Regions from separate parts of the Mus musculus genome. Here region 2 is linked to region 1. The links are chromatin contacts, called in public HiCAR-type maps. All regions are on one chromosome and are shown on one strand. Each heading gives the region's core, a stretch centred on a gene start, on an enhancer-like site or on the middle of the called end of the contact. The rest is flanking DNA. Distances are from core to core; before and after follow the strand shown.

Region 1 (2,690 bases), core at 79-2,578:
AAGAGCAGTCAGCACTCTTAAGTGCTGAGCCATCTCTCCAGCCCTTCATCCCCTTTTTTGATATTGATGCTAACATGTTCTCGTGTGTGATTGAGGTATATTTGTGTGCATACATGCAGTGTAGACTCATGCACCCAGTGTTCTTATGTTTGGTTGTGACCTTATGACCCATCCTTCCTCTGAAACTTGCTGTTTTGTTCCTGTGTATCACAGTGTTGATGTCTTTGCCCACAACCATACCTGGCTTCCTTTAGCACACTTGTAAAGAAAAGGCATCCGTGAATCCCACCTATCTCATGCTGCAAATGCTTGCTCAGGGTCCCGCCGTGACGATGACCCATTCGCAGATCTCCAGTGATGGAGATGGAGACCTTTGCCTGCTGTGACAGTGCTGCCGTGAGGACTCTTACATAATCTGTATTGCTCGGAGTGCAGAAAAGATCCTGAACATGGATTGCTAAGTCACTGTTTTGACATATGTTGTCAAATTACTCTCCTAAAAATTATCAGAATACCTGTTTTCTGTAACACTCAGCAACACCATCCATGGTTGAACTTTGTATGTAGGTGGGTAGGGTTTAATTTCAGGCCTTGGGAGGCAGAAGCAGAAGGATTTCGAGTTCAAAGCCAGTCTGAGCCTTCATGGCAGGAAGTCAGCATCATGTCATGCACTTGACAGCTTATTGATCATGTCTGTCATCCACTCCGCCAGCGATTCCTCAGTATTGGGCCCGTTTGAGGCCTTATCCCTCCTTAGTGTGGGCTAGGCAGCTGGGCATCTTTCATCTCATGGACGGCTCAGGAATGGAAATGCAGGGGTAGGGCTACTGAGCTCCTCATGTTGTCAGGAATCCAAAGCTGGATCCCTGATCTTCAGATTTGAGAGTTTGTCACTCTTGCCACGACATAAGGCTGCCCACTTACTCTATGCCCTGAATCTACAGAGAAGCTCGAGAAACCATTTAGCTTCCATGGCAACTGAACTGCACTGAGTGAAAGGCACAGATGGGTAGCCGGTGATCAAACCTGTAATCACTTTTTAAGCATGATTTATTAATTTTTTTATGGGCTATGCATCGGTTGTTTGCCTGCTTGTATTTAACGAGAGGGTTGGCTCGCCTGTAACTGGATTACAGACATTTCTGAGCTGTCCATGTGGGTGCTGGGAATTTAATTCTGTCCTGTGGAAGAGCAGTCAGAGCTCTTAACTGCTGGGCCACATCTCTCAAACAAGTCAGTTACTTTTATTCTCCTAGGTCAGTGTGTGAACTCTACCCCAGAGCTCTGAGGGTTCGGTGGTTACTTTTAATTATTAACTTGCCCTACTTTACAACCCTCTGGGAAGAGTGACTCCGTGAGGGAGTCTGCATCAGGCTGGCCAACAGGCATGTCTGAAAGAAGAGTGTTTTGATTTAAGGTAGTTGATTGAGGAGACCCAGCCCACTGTGGGCAGCACCATTCCCTGGATCTGGATTTTGAACTATGTAAAGTGCAGAAATTGAGCTAAGTAGTAAGCATTTGCATTCCCTCTGCCCTTGACTGGATGTGACTTGCTGCTTCAAGTTTCTGTTGACCTTGACTTCCCCTCAGTGACGGGCTGTAGTGAGCTAAAGTAACCCTTTCAACCTACATTGCGTTTTATAAGGTATTTTTTGTCACAGTAGCAGAAACTAGGACAAAGGGGACGATGCGCTCTTTGGCATGGCCATCCATCCCATCAGTCGGTCTCCAGGAGATGCTGAGGTAGCTGCGGTCCTGCTACAGGAGCCGTAGATACCGGAGGTCCTGTGGGCAGTCTGATGGCTTTCACCTGGCTGTAGATACCGGAGGTCCTGTGGGCAGTCTGATGGCTTTCACCTGGCTGTAGATACCGGAGGTCCTATGGGCAAACTGCATGGCTTTCACCTGATTCCCTCATCCTTGCAGATCACCCCCGAGTACCTGCAGAGTGTCTGTGTCCGCCTCTTCAGTAACCAGATGCGGCAGAGCCTGGCACACAGCGTGGACTTCACGAGGCCTGGGACGGTGAGGTGCCATGAGAGACGGGGTATCCTGGGTTTGTCCCCCAAGACTTACAAGTGAAGTTATTAGAGAGAATGAAAGCCTGTGAGAAAGTGACATTCAGGAGCTAGAAGCTCCCAGAAGGAAAACAAAGCTATTTTTGAGGAGGTTGCAGCTGAGGTTAGCCCTTTGGGTGAGAAAGGAGAGGTGCTCTTTCAATCTACCATGGCAGCTGCTCCTGCGCACTGAGGCCTGAGAGTCAGGAGGAACAAATCGAAACCTTGCTGTCTTTAAAAGAACTCTCGTGGGCTAGGGCGAGCGCTCAGTACAGCGCTTGGTGTGCAGGCACCAGGACCTGAGTTTGCTCCCTAAGGCCTGGAATGTGTGACACCCCAGTGCTGGGAAGACACAAAGGCAGGTCCCAGAGGCTTGCCACCCAGACAGGCTAGCTTACTGTGAGCTGCAGGACAGGGAGAGAGAGGCCTTCTCTCCACAAAAAGTAGACAGTGCCTGAGGGTTAACAACCAGCTTTGTTCTCCAGCCTCTGCATGTACATGCCACATACATGACTGTACTTACACATGCTTACACACATACAAGAGAGTTGGGGGTGAGAGATTGGGCTTAAGATAAGACTTTACTTTTTAACTTTTTATGCAAATTAAAGATTTAAAGAAAAAAATCACAAG
Region 2 (2,690 bases), core at 127-2,626, 380 kb after region 1:
CCAGAAACTAGACTGAACTCAGGTCATCAGGTTTGGCAGCAAGCGCCTTCACTCACTGAGCCACCTTATCTGCCCCAACCCTCCTATCAATTTATTTGTGCGTGCGCTCTCGCTCGCGCGCTCACACGCACCTGAGTGTTTGTAGGCTCATACTGGTGCCCAAGAAAGGATCATCAGATTCCCCCTGGAACTGCAGTTATAGGTGGTTAGGAGTTGCCAAACCTGGTTCTTCTGCAAAAGTAGCAAATGTTCTTAACTGATGAGCCATTTTTCTAGTACCATGTCTAAAAACAATTTTTTTTGTGTGTGTACTTCATTATAGTAGCCTGAATGTACAAAACATTCCCAGTACACCTTAACTGCTTTTTTTTTCCACTTTTGTGGTGTGTGTGCATGTCATGTCATGGGTATTAGTTCTGTCCTATTATGTTGGCCAAAAGACAGCATAGGATTCCCTGGAGGCAAAGCTATAGGAGGCTGTCAGGTGCTTGACATGAGTGCTAGAACCGAACTCAAATTCTCTTCAAGATCAGTATCTGCCTTAACTGTTGAGCTGTCTCTCCAGCTCCTAGGTCATAACTTCTAAAACTTATGCCCTATTTCAAACATTTAAATTACATTTATTTGATTTGTGTATGTGTGTGGGTACTCAAGTGGAGTCCAATGATGACTTGTGGAAGTTGGTTCTCTTGTTCTACAATGTGGTTTCTGGGGATTGAATTCTGGTCAGGCTTGATAGCAAGTGCCTTTACCCACTGAGCCATCTTGGTGTCCCAATTATGCCCTAGTAAGAAGTATTATTCTGAGCCAGGTGTGGTGGCTCAGCATTTGGGAGGCTGAGGCAGGGCTGTTTGTTTAGGGCCAGCCTGAGTTACATATCAAATTCAAGGTTGGTCTGTTTTCTATATGTTATGTTTCAGAAAACCCGACTGGTGATGTAGCTCACTTATCAGTGTACTTTCCTCTGTGTGACTAGTTTTATGTCAATTTCAACAAGCTAGAGGCATCTGAGAGGAACAGCCTCAACTAAGATGCCTCCATGAGACAGGGCTGTAGGCCATTTTCTTAATTAGTGATTGATTGGGAAGGGCTCAGCCCAACCCTGGCCAGTGGTCCTGGGTTCTATAAGAAAGGCTGAAGCCATAAGTGCAAGCTAGTAAGCAGCACTTCCTTCTTCATGGCCTCTGTGTCAGCTCCTGCCTCCGGTCCCTGCCCTCCCTGCTCTGCCTTCTTTCAATAAAGAACTGTGTGTCATGTGGAAGTGTAAGCTAAATAAATCCTTCCTTCCCAAGTTGCTTCTGGTTATGGTGCTTCATCACAGCAATAGTAATCTGAAACCAGAAATCAGTGCCAGGATTATGAGCTATTGTTGGGACAGACCTGACCATGTTGTTTTTGGGAGGGTTGTGGAAGACTTTGGAAAATTGGGCTAGAAAAGTCACTGAGTATTGAAGAGCTCAGCGGGGTGTTCTGTAGGAGCTTGGAAGAAAGAATGTTGAGAGAAATGAAAACAAGGGCTGGCTTGCGGAGTTTCAGAGGGCAGTTTGAGAGTCTCGTAGAGACTCTTTAACAGGCCATTTGCTAGGTTCTGACTAATGGGAAATGAAGAATCGGCTGTGATCAACAGGAGACCAGCACCACTGATGTGAAACTTTAGCTTTACTGGGACAACTGATGCTGGTCAGCTGGTGTTGAGAAACTAGCCGTGTTTAAGGTCAGCATCACTCAGGTGAAATCTGGGAATTGTTGCCTCAGGGTCAACACACACAAGCTATGATGTTGAACCTTGTACTGTCAGCTGAACTTAGTAATGTGTAAGAATGATGCTGGTTTGGAAGGTCTGAAGAGGCCATGAAGAGCTGCTGAAGCTTGGCACTGAGAGGCCATTGGAGAAAGTGCAGCCTTAGAAGCAGTCAAAAAGAACTTGAATCGTGGCTATGAAGCCTAGGAGAGACTACTGGTGAAAGTGCAGCAGAAGACCCCAGTATTTTGGAGATGCCAGCACCACGGGACGACCACCAAGAACAGCTGCAGCAGTGGAGTGGAGCCAGCCAGAGCCTAGAAGACGAGCTGTGTGTGCTGCAGAGTAGAGCCAGAGAAGTGACCCAGGCCCTTTGGAGGAGCCCAAAAGATAGTGAGTGAATCACATACACTGCAATTATTTACACTGCTAAAACTGGTTTTGCTTTGTTCAGACTGTGCCCTGGTTCTCTCTTGGAATAAAGAAGTATTTTTTGTTTGTTTTTGTTTTTTGAGACAGGGTTTTTCTGTGTGGCCCTGGCTGTCCTGGAACTCACTTTGTAGACCAGGCTGGCCTCAAACTCAGAAATCTGCCTGCCTCTGCCTTCCGTGTGCTGGGATCAAAGGTGTGTGCCACCACGCCCGGTCATTTAAATATTTTTTGGTTTAACATGAGTCCACAGTTGAAAGATTTTGAACTCTTCAAACACTTAAACGTCCAGCTTTTTTTTTTTAATATTCAAAAATCTCTCTAAAAATACAAAGTCTCTTTAAGTGTTTGAATTTTTAAAAGGTTGGAATGTCTTATATTGTGGTAATGGTAACATTAACGTGAGATCTTGGGGACAAGAAAGGAAACTTCACTTAATAAGTGATGTTTGTGTGTCAAGCTGACAAGGGTCAACTGGGCTAGTTTTTACTTTAACTTGACCCAAGCTAGAGGCACCTGG

The links. HiCAR-type assays count read pairs that join an accessible place to other places.
Region 2: a contact with region 1 is called in a HiCAR-type map of kidney, with 2.9 times the contacts expected there. The contact joins two enhancer-like sites. A contact is called at or near these places in 1 of 15 datasets of contacts at CTCF or cohesin (large pre-B cells) and 1 of 115 datasets of contacts at active chromatin or transcription factors (kidney).

Annotation. Positions count from the first base shown.
Region 1 is chr1:86,174,888-86,177,577 of GRCm38.p6, forward strand. It overlaps Armc9 (armadillo repeat containing 9), which reads left to right. Exons shown (of 25, transcript NM_030184.2): 9 at 1,927-2,025. Among named protein-coding and RNA genes, the nearest start is that of Armc9, 21 kb to the left of the region's middle. Within about 2 kb of position 1,329, at least 24 of the 459 cell types and tissues checked have an H3K27ac peak or open chromatin away from gene starts, as enhancers often do. A contact at or near this core is called in kidney, where this site is marked.
Region 2 is chr1:86,554,090-86,556,779 of GRCm38.p6, forward strand. All of the region lies in intron 1 of Pde6d (phosphodiesterase 6D, cGMP-specific, rod, delta), which reads right to left. Among named protein-coding and RNA genes, the nearest start is that of Pde6d, 27 kb to the right of the region's middle. Within about 2 kb of position 1,377, at least 10 of the 459 cell types and tissues checked have an H3K27ac peak or open chromatin away from gene starts, as enhancers often do. A contact at or near this core is called in kidney, where this site is marked.